2 separate regions of the Canis lupus genome follow, and region 2 is linked to region 1. Evidence: chromatin contacts called from public Hi-C data. All regions are on one chromosome and are shown on one strand. The core of a region is the stretch at or near the end of the contact, and the rest is flanking DNA. Distances in the headings are between cores, read along the strand shown. Region 1 holds the start of CDK17 (cyclin-dependent kinase 17). Region 2 overlaps LOC111090049 (a long non-coding RNA gene).

Region 1 (7,281 bases), core at 1,416-3,915:
ATTCTTCCGATTTTATCTTCCTTACTATGTATCTTTCTCCCTTCAGGTAACCAGAGCACATCTGGCAGGCTGCACTATTTCAAACAGCTGACACCTGAAAGTGAGTGACTTTGTTGGGCCTTGGTTCAAGGATGAGAATAAACTATTTTATAGAAGCTTCTTCTAGTAATAGGAAAATTAGGTTATTAACAAGCCTTCATACTTCATACACTTTTTTTTTTCCTGCCTGTAAGAGGAATGTAAAAATTTGGAAAATACAGAACTGTATTTTTATTCAGCCATAAATCCTACCACCCAGAAATCTTACTTAACTTTTTAGTAGATTTCCTTCAGAGAATTAAACTTCAATAATCTAATTAAACACTAATAAATACCCAGGGGAAAAAAAAAAAAAAAAACAATGTACCTTTATTTTGGCCTTTTGAGAAGTATTATATAAAAACATTGATTATTAATGATACAACCTGTTAATTTTACAAGGATATCTGAAAAGTGTTAAGTGGTGAGGGTGGGATAGGGAGTCCCACAGTTCGGAGACTGGTCCCTAGGCTGAAATCCCCTTCACAATTTTTATAGCTTCAAATACTTGAATGGCAGCAAGATGTGACTGTTTTTAGAATGATATCAATAGTAACTTCGCTACATCAAACAGGCTTTACTTTTAATTTCTTTCCATTCATAATTCAGTATCTCCTTCCTTTCGCTGTAAATATATATCTATACATACATACATACATACATATATATATTTTTAAACAGCTTAAATTCAAAGACTCAACTATTTTCTTTGAGGTCCAGCATTCAAACTGTTAGTGTTTCTGGCCTAGGAGACAGTCCACCAGGTAAAACGATAATATTTTTATATTCCAAAATTCTCCATCATAAAAAGACCATTCCCTAAAGATAGCCACATTTTTTTTCTTTTGTTACAACCCTCGTACATCTAAGTATGCAGATGCTAGAATTACAGAGACTGATACGACTTCATCCACAAACAAAAAACCAATAAACTACTGCCGGCAAATTTTTTTTTCCTTCTTAAAATTTGCTTGAACCTATTTCTAGCTTCGACAGAGGCTTTCGTTAACTCAAGGCATCAAAGGTCTTAAAACCAACCCCATTCATTATTCTCCTCTGCCCGGTGGTCAACAAAACAAGTCGAAAATACAGTAGCGCGAATGTGTTCCTTTGACCTTCTTACACAAGCGCCTTTTGAAAGAAATCCCTCAACAAAGACTCAAGAAAGAATCCGTAAAGTTTGGGGAAAGCATTGTCTGTCACTGATAAGTGACAGCAGGTCTGGCTGCCGGGGATACACTCCGCTGACCCTAAGGAAGAGCCGAGACTCGAAACAAAATTCGCCACTTTTGTTATCTAGAAAATTTGGCGGAGAGGTGATAAAGCTCCATGACCAACGACGTGACTCTGATGGACGAATTAATACAGACGGCGGAGGAGCGCCACGGGTTTCGGCTACGCTTCTGCCGTTTTTGAAAGAAAAGCTAATTGTTAGCGGCCATGTGACATTACAGGAGCCCAGAAAGGAAAGGGTGGGAGGGAGGGAGAGGAGTTCAAGGCAGTTCAGGGTCAGAGCGAGCTCAGGCATCCTGTCATTAGCTCACGCTCCCCGCAGGCTGGAGGCAAAACACTGCTTACCCGAAAAAGGAGTGGGTGAGAAGTGGGCAGAGAACGGTGGGGAGAGAACGCGGGGGGGGGGGGGGGGCACGCGGCGGCGAGGGGCGGGGGGCGGGGGACCCGGGGCCAGCCCGCGGACTTGGGGAGCGAAGGCACCGGCCACAAAAACGCTGAGAAAAGCAACTGCCACGGAGACGACAACCCCGGGCGGCTGCCCAGGCCCCCTCCCCGCCGGCTCCCCGGGTTTCCCGCACTCGCGGCCCCTCCGCCGCGGCCCCGCGCTCAGGGGTGTGACCCGCCGGCGGGAGGCCGCGCTCAGCTTTGTCTCGGCGGCTCCCCACGCGCGGGCTCCCGCTCCTCCCCCGCGCCCGCCACCCGCTCACACCCCCCGCGTCTCCAAGGAGCTGGGAGCGCCGCGGCCGCCGCCGCCGCCGCCGCCGCCGCCGCCTCCGCCTCGTCGCCCACCTCCCGCAGCCTCGCGCCCTTCCTTCCCCGCGGCCCCGCCCCCGCCCCCGCCCCCGCCGGGGGGAATCTGTGTCTCGGGGGACTTTCGGCCTCCTCGCGCCCCCCCGCCTCCCCCGGGGTCCAGGTGGGCAGCGAGCCCCGGGGGTGGCGGCGACCGCGCGCGCCTCCGCGAAGGAGCCCGTCACCTCCCCACAGCCCAGCCCAGCCCAGCCCAGCCCCGGAAATGCCCCGGCGCCCCGGGGATCGCGCGCGGGGCCGGGGGCCACCGGCACCCGCGAGCCCCCCCGGCCGCGCCTGCCTCTCTCAACTTCCCGGCCGGGCCTGAGCCCGCGGCGCCCCGCCACGGCCGCCCTCCCGCCCCGCGGGGCTCGCGAGGGTCCGCCGGGCGGCAGGGAGAGCCCCGCGCGGTCGCCAGCCGCCAACTCACCAGCGAGCGCGGGGGCCGCGTCTCCAGGCGAGGCGCGGAGGGTGAGCGGCTCCGCCGACGCCCGCGGCGACCGGATGCAGGTCCGGGTCCCAGCGGCCGGCGGGGGACCCACGGCGCCTCCGAGGCGCAGGCCTCCGCTGCCGCCTTCCGGCCCTCGCCCGGGTCCGGAGCCTTCGGGAGGGGCCGCGGGTGCCTCACGCGTTGCCGAGCCCCCCGGACAACATGGCTCCCGGGCCGCCGGGCCGCCGGGCCGCCGGGCCGCGCGGGCAGCCCACTAATCCCCTCGGAGGGGCCCGGGCGGGAGCGAGGCCGGGCAGGGAGGTGCCGGCGCTCGGCTGAGGCGGCCCGCCCGGACCGGGGCTCCTTCTTCTCTGCGGCCGGACCCGGAGGAGCTCGGGAGACCGCGGGCGGCCGCTCCCGTTCGCTGCGTGTGCGTCGCTTTCTCGCTCGGCGACTGCGGATTGACGCCTCCGCCTGTTCCCCGGAGGAGAGCGAGCGAGCGAGCGAGCGAGCGAGAAAAAAGACTTTTATTGAAACGATCCAACCAGCAGCAGCGGAGAAAAGCGACCCGCCGCGGGAGCTTCCCCCACCCCCGCCTGAGCGGCTCGCGGCGGGCAGCGCGACCCCTGCTGGCGGCGGCCGCGGGGCGGGGCCGGCGGGCCGGGGGCGGGGCCGGGGCGGGGCCCGGAGGGCGGGGCGGGGCGGGGTATCCCCGGGAAACCCCCCGCCCGGGGGTGGGGGCCCTGCTCCCGGCGGCCGAGCTCCTGGAGCCGCGGGAGGGAGGTGAGAGGGCGAGAAGGTTCGGTAGAGCCACTCCGCGGGCATCGGGAACGAGATTACCCCGGTAATTCGGCCCCTTCATCCTCCTCCCACCCCCCCCCTCCCCAACGAAACAAAAACTCTTGCTTAAATTACCCAAGTAATTATGTAATGAAGATACCAGTGCCGCAGTTCTCTACCAAAAGGTTTTCTGGAGAAAAGGGCCCACACCTGAGCCTGTTGTTGGCCCCTTTGCTCCTCTATTGTGGGTGCCTGGGTGGGCAGCTGTGCAGCAGTCATTCCCGCACGCAGGCAGCGTTTGTTCATTTCACCTTTTTATATCTTCTTGGCAATGCCCTAGGTCCTCAAAGGACTGCGTCGAGCTGGGGTGAGAGATGTTCAGTAAACGGTTATAATGAAATTCTGAATTTTATGAGAAAGGAAATACAAGGTGCTATAGGAGAGCGGAGAAGAACTTCTGTTGCCCTTGGTTAGGTTTTGTTTTCTTGGGGGGAGGGGGCGCCAAGAGGTTGGCCCAGTTTCTGTGAATGTTTTTACTTTGTTCTTTTCTCAGAGGCTAAAAGCTGGTTCAGGAATGAACAGCAGAGTGAAAGTGAAGACAAACTAAAGTAATACTGACCCATTTTTTCCCACTAATAAGGATAAAAGCAGAAAGTAAAAACAAACCCCTAGAGGGAGATAATGAGAGGATAGAAAAGACAAGAGTGGGGACCGGATGTGGACAACCTAAACAAGAAAAAATTTTAAACCACATAAAAAATCTGCTAAAGTGAGATATAAATATTTTTCCATTTTAATACTCAGAAATAGTCTTCGTAGATTTTTAATGCAATTTCAAATGTCCTAAGGACTTCTGCTAATTATCTTCTTGGATTCCTGGACGAATCCTTTCCCTCTAAAAATAATGCCTCTGGATTTCTTTCTCTCATTTTGTTGGGCAAAGTTGAATGTATCTATTGTAATAACCCAAAAAAGTCATACATTTCAATCCGATTTCCGTGCCTCTAAAATTAACCAGGATCCATAAATAAGCAACATTTATGCTCTGCACATATTTAACACTAGCTTATCATTTCTATACAAATGCAAATATAGAACACAAGCTTTCCTTTAGAACAAGTGTGCTTAAAAAAAAAAAAAAGTTAATGATGCTTTGTCAATTTGTCCAAGTTGGAGAACTTGTAACATGCCAAGAATATAGCATCACTATTACATAGCATCATTTTTAGAGGTCTTTTAGAGAACTAGAAAAATTAGTATTTATATAAGGCATGCTTACATGCCAAGCATCTTTCACATACTTGTCTTATTTTTAAAAAATAATTGTCCTTTTTCGATCCCTTAGTATATATTAAAAATCATGGGGCGCCTGGGGCAGGCTGCTTCTCCCTTTCCACTGCTTGCGTTCCCTCGTGCTCATTCTCTCAAATGAATAAATAAAATATTTTTTAAATCATTTTAAAAATCGTAATAAAAATTAATCTACAAGGGGTACCTGGGTCCCTCAGTCAAAGTATCTGCTTTCAGCTCAAGTCATGATCTCTGGACCCAGGATTGAGCCCCACATCTGGCTTCCTGCTTAGCGGGAGCTTGCTTCTCCCTTTTGCACTCCCCCTGCTTGTGCTCTCTCTCTCTCTCTCTCTGTGTCAAATAAATAAATAAAATATTTTTAAAAAGCGAATCTACAAAACAACATCCTGAGTTTCAAATCAATAATTCCTCTTTTATTTTATTAGATTGGAATTACTCCTTTAGAAAGCCAAAGATTGTCCTGATTGCCTCAACTGAAGCTGCTAAAGAGCACCCTTTTTTCTTCCTATATCTTTTATTACCATAATAAACATTTCATAATTAAAACTTAGGTAATGATTGTATAGATTTATTTATTCCTTCCATCAAAAAATATTTACTGACTATATATGATGTGCCAGGCACTGCTCTAGACACTGAAAATACAGAAATGAACAAAACAGACAAGATATTGCCCTCATGGAACCGTTTTCTAGTGGTAGAAACAAGCAATAAATCTGTAACTCATCTAAGGAATTCATAAGAACTTGTAATCATGAGAAATATACTGAAGAAAATGAAAAACTAATGGAAAAGAAATTGTGTGGGAGGAACAGAGCTTGGGGGTAAGGTTCAGAAAGACTTGATGAACAGCAGAGGCTAAAGCCTTGGGTTCTTTTCTTTATATCCCTCAGTAGATTATTTGATCACAAAAAGGTCACATGAAAGAAGAAAATGTGGTATATACACAGAGTGGAATACTATCAGCTACAAAAAAGGAGGAAGTGGTAAAAAACATGGATGAATCTAAAAAAAAAATGGATGAATCTTGAGAACGTTATACTAAGTGAAATAAGCTAATCATAGGACAAATACAGCATGGTTCCATTTATATGAAATATTCTAAATAGTCAAACTCAGAAACAGAAGGTAGAAGGGTGAGAGCCAGGGTTTGTGGGATGGGAGAAATAGGGAGTTGATGTTCAGCAGGTATAAGGTTTCAGTTATACAAAATGAATAAATTCTAGAGATCTGCTGTACAGATCTCTAGATCTGTGCCTGTAGTTAACAATATTGCACACTTAAAAATTTGTTAAGAGGGTAGATCTTATGACAATTTTTAAAAAGTCATATACAATCAAAATAATGAGTACATTTATTTAGTTACTCTTCTAAATTGATTTAAAGTTTGCCCATGATGTTTTTGGTCTGCTAAATTGGCTTTTTTTGGCTGGGTTGTAGTATAGACTTTTTTAACCTTATAAAGTAAATTACAAAATTACTTAGAGCATTTCCTAAACTATGGTTAATAAATATTCCCTAGCATATGGTGAGGAAGAGGGTTGAGAAAGAATTCCAAGATCAAATCCACTTGGGAAATGCCACATACTTCATCTCCCTTTGGAAAATTCACCATGTACATTTGTATATGAAAAACTCTGAGAAGTTCTGAGATTGAAAGTAATTTTCTTTCCAGTTAAACCAGTGTATCCCAAAATGTTTTGACCATAGAATAGCTTCATCACAGGATGTATATGAAGATATTGCGGGACACATGTGCTTATGAGCACGATTTGGGAAACTGGTCTCTTGGAGCGTTAGGTATTTACTCTCCAATCTGGGGACAAGGGGGTCCTTGAAAGGAGAGAGAATTTGAAGGTCATTGAATTTTGGACAGAGAGAGTAGAAGGGGATGTAGTCAGAAAATCTTCATTGTGCTTCACACTTTAAGAATGACATAAGCCTGAGAAACAAATATGAAACATTATCAAGTTACGAAATGGGAGAGACACTGAAGCCTGTTTTAAGTTGTTCTACATTAATGGTTCTCAAACAATGATCCCTAAATCAGTGGCGGCAGCAGTATCACTTGAGAATTTCTTAGAAATTAAAATTCTCAGGCTCCACTCTAGACCAGTTGAATCAGAGAGTCTGGGATGAAGCCCAGCAAACAGTTTTAACAAGTCCTCTAGGATTCTGCTACACAATAAAGTTTGAGAACCACTGCTCTTTAGAGCAGCAACACATAGCTCCATCTATTTACAAAAACAATTTCCCACATGTCTGAATTCTGGAACCATTTCCAATTATTATAAGCTCTAAAAAATTCTCAAAGAAATTAGTTAACTTATCAAATTGGAAAAAAGCTTTTTGTTTGGCTTTATTCTTTATTTTGCTAGGCCGAACCATAGAATAAATTTATTTGTTTGCAATAAGAGTGAAGTAAATCAAGCTAAGGGCAGCAATTAACTATCTTCCCTATACTATCACCTGAGCAAAATAATTTTACTTTTAGTAAAAATGAAACTATGGATGAGAAAAGAGTAATATTGAAGGATTTTTTAACCTACTTCAAAAACAAAACAGGTGGCATCACCTTAATGTTTATTTTTTATAAATATTTGGTACCAACCCAACTTTTGCAAAATAACCTTATACCGTTGCATAATGATACAACTGTAGCC
Region 2 (7,281 bases), core at 1,422-3,921, 37 kb after region 1:
TGTATATAGAAAGAGCATTTGTAACTAGAGAGCACTAGGTCTTTCCCCTAACACTAAGCACAGGGTTTGGCGTTTGACAGATGTTCAGGTTCCCTAGAAAATAGAGCAGGAGGTAGGAGTTTACATGGCCATGATTTAGGGAGGGGGGCAATCCTAGGGAAGTAAGAGTGAAGAGAAGGGCATGAGTCAGAGAAGGAAGGAGAGCGAATACAAGGAGGTGTCACTGAGCTGGCCGCTCACAACAGAACACTGCTGATTGGTGCCCAGAGAGGCTACAGGAAACCAGACAGGCCATGGATGGATGAAGGACAATTTATCTGTTGAGTTTCTCCCGCCTTCTATCTCTCACTGATTAAAGTCTACTCCACTGGGGGCATTAACTCCATGTGCCCTTCTGCGATTTTCAGCCAGCCCGGGCAAGTCTGGTAGAAGGCAGCACCTCCAGGGGTCCAAGCCACGTGCAAATACAGTGATCCCTCCTTGTCATGTGACATCATACAATGGGGACTCCAGATTTGATCGCAGTGATGATGGAAGCACGTCAAGGGGTTGAGGTTTGGGAGCGGAGACCGGATACTGTCGAGTGCAGTATCTAAACTGGTTTAATACACTGGGTACTCAAGTTTTTCTTTTTTCCTTAAATAAACTTTATTTTTAGAGCAATTTTAGGTTCACAGAGCAAAATTGATCAGAAAGTACAGAGATTTCCCATATATTCCTCGCCCCTCCCCACACACAGCCTCCTCCACTATCAATATCCTACACTGGAGGGGCACATTTGTTACAATCGATGAAACTGTATCACTATTACCCAAACTCAGAAGAGGTTTTATTTAAAAACAAATTTTTTTTAAAGATTCTATTTATTTGAGAGCGAGAGAGAGCATGAGCAGGGGCAAGGGGCAGAAAGAGAGGGAGAAGCAGACTCCCCGCTGAGCAGGGAGCCTGATGCGGGACTCAATCCCAGGATCCTGGGATATGACCTGAACTGAAGGCAAATACTTGGTTGATTGAGCCACCCAGGTGCTCCTCAGAGGAGTTTTTTATTTACTTTTGTTTGCTTAATAGATTGGTTGATTGGCTGATGAAAGTAGTCAAGGTATTTCCTATTAAATCACAAATCTGAGCGTCTGTAAGAACCTAACTACTTAAATTCCCCAAACGCATGATTATCTTATTGTATGCTAGATTATTCCTCTCCACTTACGTTTTTATTAAAATAGTTCATTTATTCATGAGAGGCACACAGAGAGAGGCAGACACAGGCAGAGGGAGAAGCAGGCTCCATGTAGGGAGCCCATTGCGGGACTCAATCCCAGGACCCCTGGAATCACAACCTGAGCCAAAGGCAGATGTTCAATCACTGAGCAACCCAGGCGTCCCTCCACTTAAGTTCATACATGATTGTGTCTGTTTCTGTTTAATATCGTGCGCTTTCAAAAAATTAATCTAAAAGATGTATTGCTGAATTGAAGGCCTTTTCTGGGTGGGGTGCAGGCATATAAAGAAGTAAGCCAGGGGCACCTGAGTAGCTCAGTTGGTTAAGGTCTGCCTTCAGCTCAGGTCATGATCTCGGGGTCCTGGAATCGAGCCCCACATCAGGCTCCCTGCACAACAGGGAGCCAGCTTCTCCCCCCCCCCCGCCCCTCCCACTGCCTGTGCTCTCTCACTGTCTCTCTCCTGTGTTCTCTCTCTCTCTCAAAAAAAAGTAAACTATATAACCTTCCAGAATTATTACAAAAGCATACAGACCCAAACAGGAATGCAAGAATTAAGAAGTCACACAACAAAACAGCACAAAATGTGCTCAGCGAAATGATCTATGGCTAAGGGAGAAGTAGATATGAGAAATACTATAAGGTTAGTGCAATTTCTTTGTACCTAGAATAATCAGGGAAGATTTGACGGAGAAACAGCAACTTGAACATGAATTATGGTTAAGTCATGGAGGGAAGAATAGCAATAGGGAGATCATTTTGGATGACCTAGCCTGAGCCAAAGCTCTGGAACTTGGGACACCACATGCACACAGTTTTGTTTTGTTTTGCTTTTTTGTTTTTTGTTTGTTTGTTTGTTTTTAAATGATAGTAGTAAGATAGTTTGAGACAAGTTCTGGAAAGGTAGGTAGGGACCTTGAGCCTTATTTAAGGCTTTCAAACCATTTGCAAATAAACTAGAATTCCATTCAGTAATTAAGGGAAAGTCATTGGCATTTTTGAGTAGGGCAGTCACGTGTCCTATAGGGAAAGTCTCTAATGAAATGTCTCCAACATACCCTTACCCTGGCCTAAATCCGAAGACATTCTCCCCATCCTCCCATGGAAATGTCTGTATCAGCTGACCGAATTCTCAAGGAGCCCATGTCCCTCGAAACAGATCTTGGGTCTTTCTGGAGGAAAGCAGTTGGTGGATCAGCAGGGGCTGGTTGTGAAGGAAATAGTTTAACTATTGGCCCTCTCTCTCTCTCTCTCTCTCTTACACAGGATGAAGCATTTTAAAGGTCTGGGCAGTTAAGAAGCGGTTTTTAAAGTCTGAATGGAGATGAAGTTGGTGGAGAACCCTGAATCACTAGCCCCTGATGGGAAGGTGGCAGCGTTTATCAGCAGCATCTAGGAGCCCAGGGCCAGCGCCTATGACATCACGTCCTCTCCTGTCTGCTATCAGTTGGATGCAACAGGAAATTGACGAAGGTGCTAGGCAGTTTCCTTTCTGCTCTGACCCGACCAGCTTCCTCTGCAGCTTGCTCCCGGCTTATTGTAAAGGAAAATCATGAAATACCAGTCCGTTTCCTCCAGTTGGATCAAGCCTAGGACAAGGAAGGAAAAACACATTTCTAAGATTAGTCAGTTTCCCTTTGCAGTTGTGGGGTTGGTTCCGGGCCTCCAGCTGACCCTTCTCTTCGACGTGTATGGCTCGCAGCTCAGCTTTACATCATAGGCACGATAAGGACTTGTGGCAAAGTGAGCAAACGCGTGTTATGTAATTCTTGGAGGAAATCACGGGTTCATTCATGGGAAAGCTGCCCCATGACGAACAGCTTATCTGATTAGCTTTCTATTCTTCTCTGACTTCTGTCGAACTCGTTGGTTCCAGGAGGTCAAACAAAATGCAGGTACTTCTAATGGGTGTACCTGGCTGAGTTCTTTTGCTCTTTTCTCAGTCTCAGACTGAGACTCAGAAGGAGCCGTTTCAATGGAGAATCTTTATGTAAAATTGACAAACGAATGGAGTCAGTTTAGTGAAAGAGCCAGGCTGGACTACTCCAAAGAGCAGGAAGTTATGTCTGGTGTCCCAGAAGGAAATGTGAATTCTGTTGGGTATGAGAGGGAGATGCTATTACCTGTTGGAAAACGTAACGGAGAGACTGGCATCCAGGGAATGCAACTGGCTTACTTTGTAGAAGTAATTCAACTTGAAGATGGGAATTACCACTTAAAATACCCTTTCAGGGGGCTCCTGGGGTGGGGGGGCTCAGGTCATGATCCCAGGGTCCTGGGATGGAGCCCTGCATTAGGCTCCCTGCTCCCTGTGGGGAGTCTACTTCCCCCTCTCCCTCTGCCTGCTGCTCCCTCTCCTCGTGCTCTTTTTCTCTCTCTCTCCCAAATAAATAAATAAAATCTTTAAAAAATCCTTTCAGCAAACTTAACAATGTGCAGGAACAATGCATCGGTGTTCACACTGAATGGGACTATATTAATTTAGCAGGTGGACGGTTCTTCATCACATTCCATTTCCTGTTATTTTAACGTACCTGTTTTTAATTTCCCTTTGAAAAGTTTCCTCATTTCTGTATTCATAGCTATTATTAAAATAATATTCCCACCAATTTCTCTTGTATAGCTTTGTATGATCTCTAATATTTATACTGTAAAAATTCCTCTAGCTAAGACATCAACTGTGCTGAAATGGGTAATGTGTTAAGAATATGACTATCTGCAGCTTTGAGATATGAACAGTTGATAAACAGACTGGAAGCATAAATAAGGTAAGAATTTGAGGTTTAACTTTCATAGCATTTGGAGCAGCCACTGTAATAGGCATCTGGGAAGGAACAGATTTGCGGGGGCTGTGGCATCCTCCTCCTCTTTTTCCTGGGGACTAATTATCTATTACTTTACAGACTTGCCAAAATACTGTGGAGCTCTTAAAAACAACTTGGTTGATCAACGAGCAGTAGCATTATTAAACTAAAAAAACAAAAGAGCTTGCACAAATATGGGGCTTACTAATCTTTCCAGGGGATCTGTAGACTTTTTCCTAACACAAGAATATGTGATACATACCAAAGGTATGTACCTTTTCTTTTGGAAGATAAATCATATCTGTGCAGAGGCATGAATACCCAGAAGTTTTTACTTAATTATCCTGAATCAGTAAAAGGATTTCCACTGTCATCCTTCACAAACACCATCATGTCCCATTTTTAACAAAAATCTATTGAATTAGGTGCCAGGCTGGCTATGCTATTGCCATTGGGATTGACCCAGTGAGCAAGGCAAGGTTTCCATTCTTGTGGAGTTTATCAAGATTTTGAAAGAGTGAGCATGAGAGAGTACAGAGAGAGGGAGAAACAACTCCCAACAACAACAACAAAAACAAAACAAAACAAAACAAAAACCAACAACTTGGGTGAACTTGCCTCACTAACATTTAGAACAAAAATAGGGCAGGTTATTAATTTAATGTGGTCAAAATTTCAGCCAGTCTTATATCCACTGCATTGAAAATGGTTTACATTTTCTGAGTAACCTGTGAATATTTTATGATATATACTTCGATAGACCTACCATACTTGTGCGAATGTTTTAGGTCTGTTTTGCCCCCATCCCTCCATCTTTTTCATCTTCCTCAGGTGTTGACATCAAGGGTGCTCATTAATAAACATCCTGCATACTACAAACTCTGTGGCAAGAGCCTGCTTCCCAGTGAACTCAGCCATCAACAGTGACTCTGTTAAAAGCATCATTGACCAACTAGAGTGTGAGTCAAAGGACAGGGTGAAAGGGATGGAGGATCCTATCATATGAGGAGGGGCTGAAGGGGGGAGCAAGAAATAGGGAGGAAAAGCTTGTGTAACATGCTGACTGATTGCATAGACTCAAACCCTCATTTGAACACCTACTAAATGTGAGAGCACAGCAAATGTCTTAACCTCTCTCTGCCTCAATTTTCCAGGGTGCCAATGACAATAATAGCCCCTTGGGTTGTTGAGAAAGTTAAGTAAAACACATTGAAGACTGCCTGGCTGATAACAGTTAAGTAAAACACATTGAAGACTATCCTGGCTGATAACAGGCAAGTGTTTGCTGTTATTATTACTACTCTACTCATCAGGTAGGTGAAGGATTATTCTGAACAAAAGGGTCTGACCTGTTTGAATGGCTCTAGAGGGAGTTACTAGGACCAGAGGGTAAGAACCATAGCAAGCTTGACTTTGGCTCAAAGATTAGATCTGACAGGGAAGTGTTTGGCTCCTTGTCACCCGAGCTTGGGACTCCTTGATAGGGATGTTAAGGGTTGAGGATGGACTGGGCTGCAAATAGATGAGTTCTCTGACTCTATGACAGTAAGCCTCTCCTCCCATTATGAAAGGGAGGACATTCTCCTTCCTCCTAAGATCAGCTGTGGGCTTGAAGGAAGAAAGAAGCAGGGCAGCCCCGGAGGCTTAGCGGTTTAGCGCCGCCTTCAGCCCGGGGTGTGATCCTAGAAACCCCGGAATCGAGTCCCGCGTCGGGCTCCATGCACGGAGCCTGCTTTTCCCTCTGCCTGTATCTCTCTCTCTCACTCTCATTCACTGTGTCTCTAATAAATAAATAAAATCTTAAAAAAAAAAAAAAAAAAGAAGCAGAAATCAGAGCTCCAGCTCACAGTGATTTGAACACCTTTTCTCCCAAACAGAGGCAGAGTGCCCTTGGCATGCACCAAGCCATCTTCTTACATCCTCTGCCTTTTCCCTTCCTGTCATCCCCAATGAGATAAAGGCATTTGGTGGGTATGTAGGCTCGGGCTGGTTAAAATTATGAGTTGGACCAAATATTTCTTTCTTTCCTCATTCTTTTCTGCTTTTTGCCATTTTCTCCTCAAATTTTGACAGAGAAATAATCTTGGAGTTAAGAGGCTTATGATTTAGCATAGTGAAATTCTACTTCTGTGGCTATGAACAAATGGAGGAATCTCTCTGAGCTAAGCTAAGCTCTTACTTTCGTAAACGGTGTCTTTCTGTGGATGTGGTAATGCAGGAGTTGTGGTAGGTAATATTCAAGATTTCTTCAATTTACAACATTCCATTTCAGGTTAAGACACCAAATCTACAGGGTATACAGCACCTTTATGGTTTCATTTAACTGCTAAGGTCCCTCTGTCACAGCTTTTTTTTTTTTTTTTTTTTTTTTTTTACAGAGAACTTGATCCTTAATAGACTTTTAGATTATGTGTTAAAATGTATGTGGAAGGTATTTTATTCCTTTGGGAATCCACTTTTAGTAGTTTGTTATTAAGTTGTAGTTTAACTGTTAAATCAATCCATGGATTTGTCTATTAGAATATCTTCCTCAGAGGAGACAAACTTTGCTAACATTCTAGGGTACATTATTTAACCCCAAAAGTGACATAAATGGTAACAACATCGCAGTATATGGAGAAGAATTTAGGGGACAATGGCCTTCAATGGCCTGTGCATATTGTAATCACCATTCTAACTGTGCAGTGTAATCAGCTATTTAGTTTACCTGTTCATGCGATTAACCCATGACAGTACATAGCATCAGTGGTGGTAAATGGACTAGCACAATATTTGAGAATAAAGACTTTGGATTAGAAAGCTCTTTAAACAGAACCCAGGGACAGCCCCGGTGGCGCAGTGGTTTAGCGCCGCCTGTGGCCCGGGGTGTGATCCTGGAGACCTGGGATCGAGTCCCACGTTGGCTCCCTCCATGGAGCCTGCTTGTGTCTCTGCCTCTCTCTTGGAATGAATAAATAAATAAATCTTTAAAAAAAAAAAAAAACAGAACCCAGATTCAATCTCTTTCGGCCTATGTGACACTAGCCATTGCTAAGTCTCAGTTTTTGAATTTATAAAATAAGGTTGTTGTGAAAAATATTTCAAATCAGCAAGTATACATCATGTGTCTGGCGCATAGTGAGTACTCAACAAATGGTGTTTTTTATTCTCATCATTATTAGAAACTTGAAAATGGCTAACTGGTTGATTTTCTTCTTGATCTCAAGATCAGATTGTCTCCACATAAAAAAAGAATGCAGCCAGCTATTGTTTCACTCACA

What was found. A called contact is a pair of places that touch in the nucleus more often than the background predicts.
Region 2: a Hi-C map of blood shows a contact between it and region 1, with 4 times the contacts expected there. The contact joins the enhancer-like site here to the promoter of CDK17 in region 1. A contact is called at or near these places in 2 of 9 Hi-C or Micro-C datasets (both in blood).

The regions. Positions count from the first base shown.
Region 1 is chr15:36,425,032-36,432,312 of UU_Cfam_GSD_1.0, forward strand. It overlaps CDK17 (cyclin-dependent kinase 17), which reads right to left and starts at 2,666. Exons shown (of 17, transcript XM_038558706.1): 1 at 2,528-2,666. LOC106559785 (a long non-coding RNA gene) reads left to right here and starts at 3,250. Exons shown (of 2, transcript XR_005370577.1): 1 at 3,250-3,371; 2 at 3,648-5,168.
Region 2 is chr15:36,462,055-36,469,335 of UU_Cfam_GSD_1.0, forward strand. LOC111090049 (a long non-coding RNA gene) reads left to right here. Exons shown (of 4, transcript XR_005370578.1): 2 at 2,484-3,985; 3 at 4,853-4,980; 4 at 5,176-5,520. Among named protein-coding and RNA genes, the nearest start is that of CFAP54, 36 kb to the right of the region's middle. Within about 2 kb of position 2,672, at least 2 of the 20 cell types and tissues checked have an H3K27ac peak or open chromatin away from gene starts, as enhancers often do. A contact at or near this core is called in blood, where this site is marked.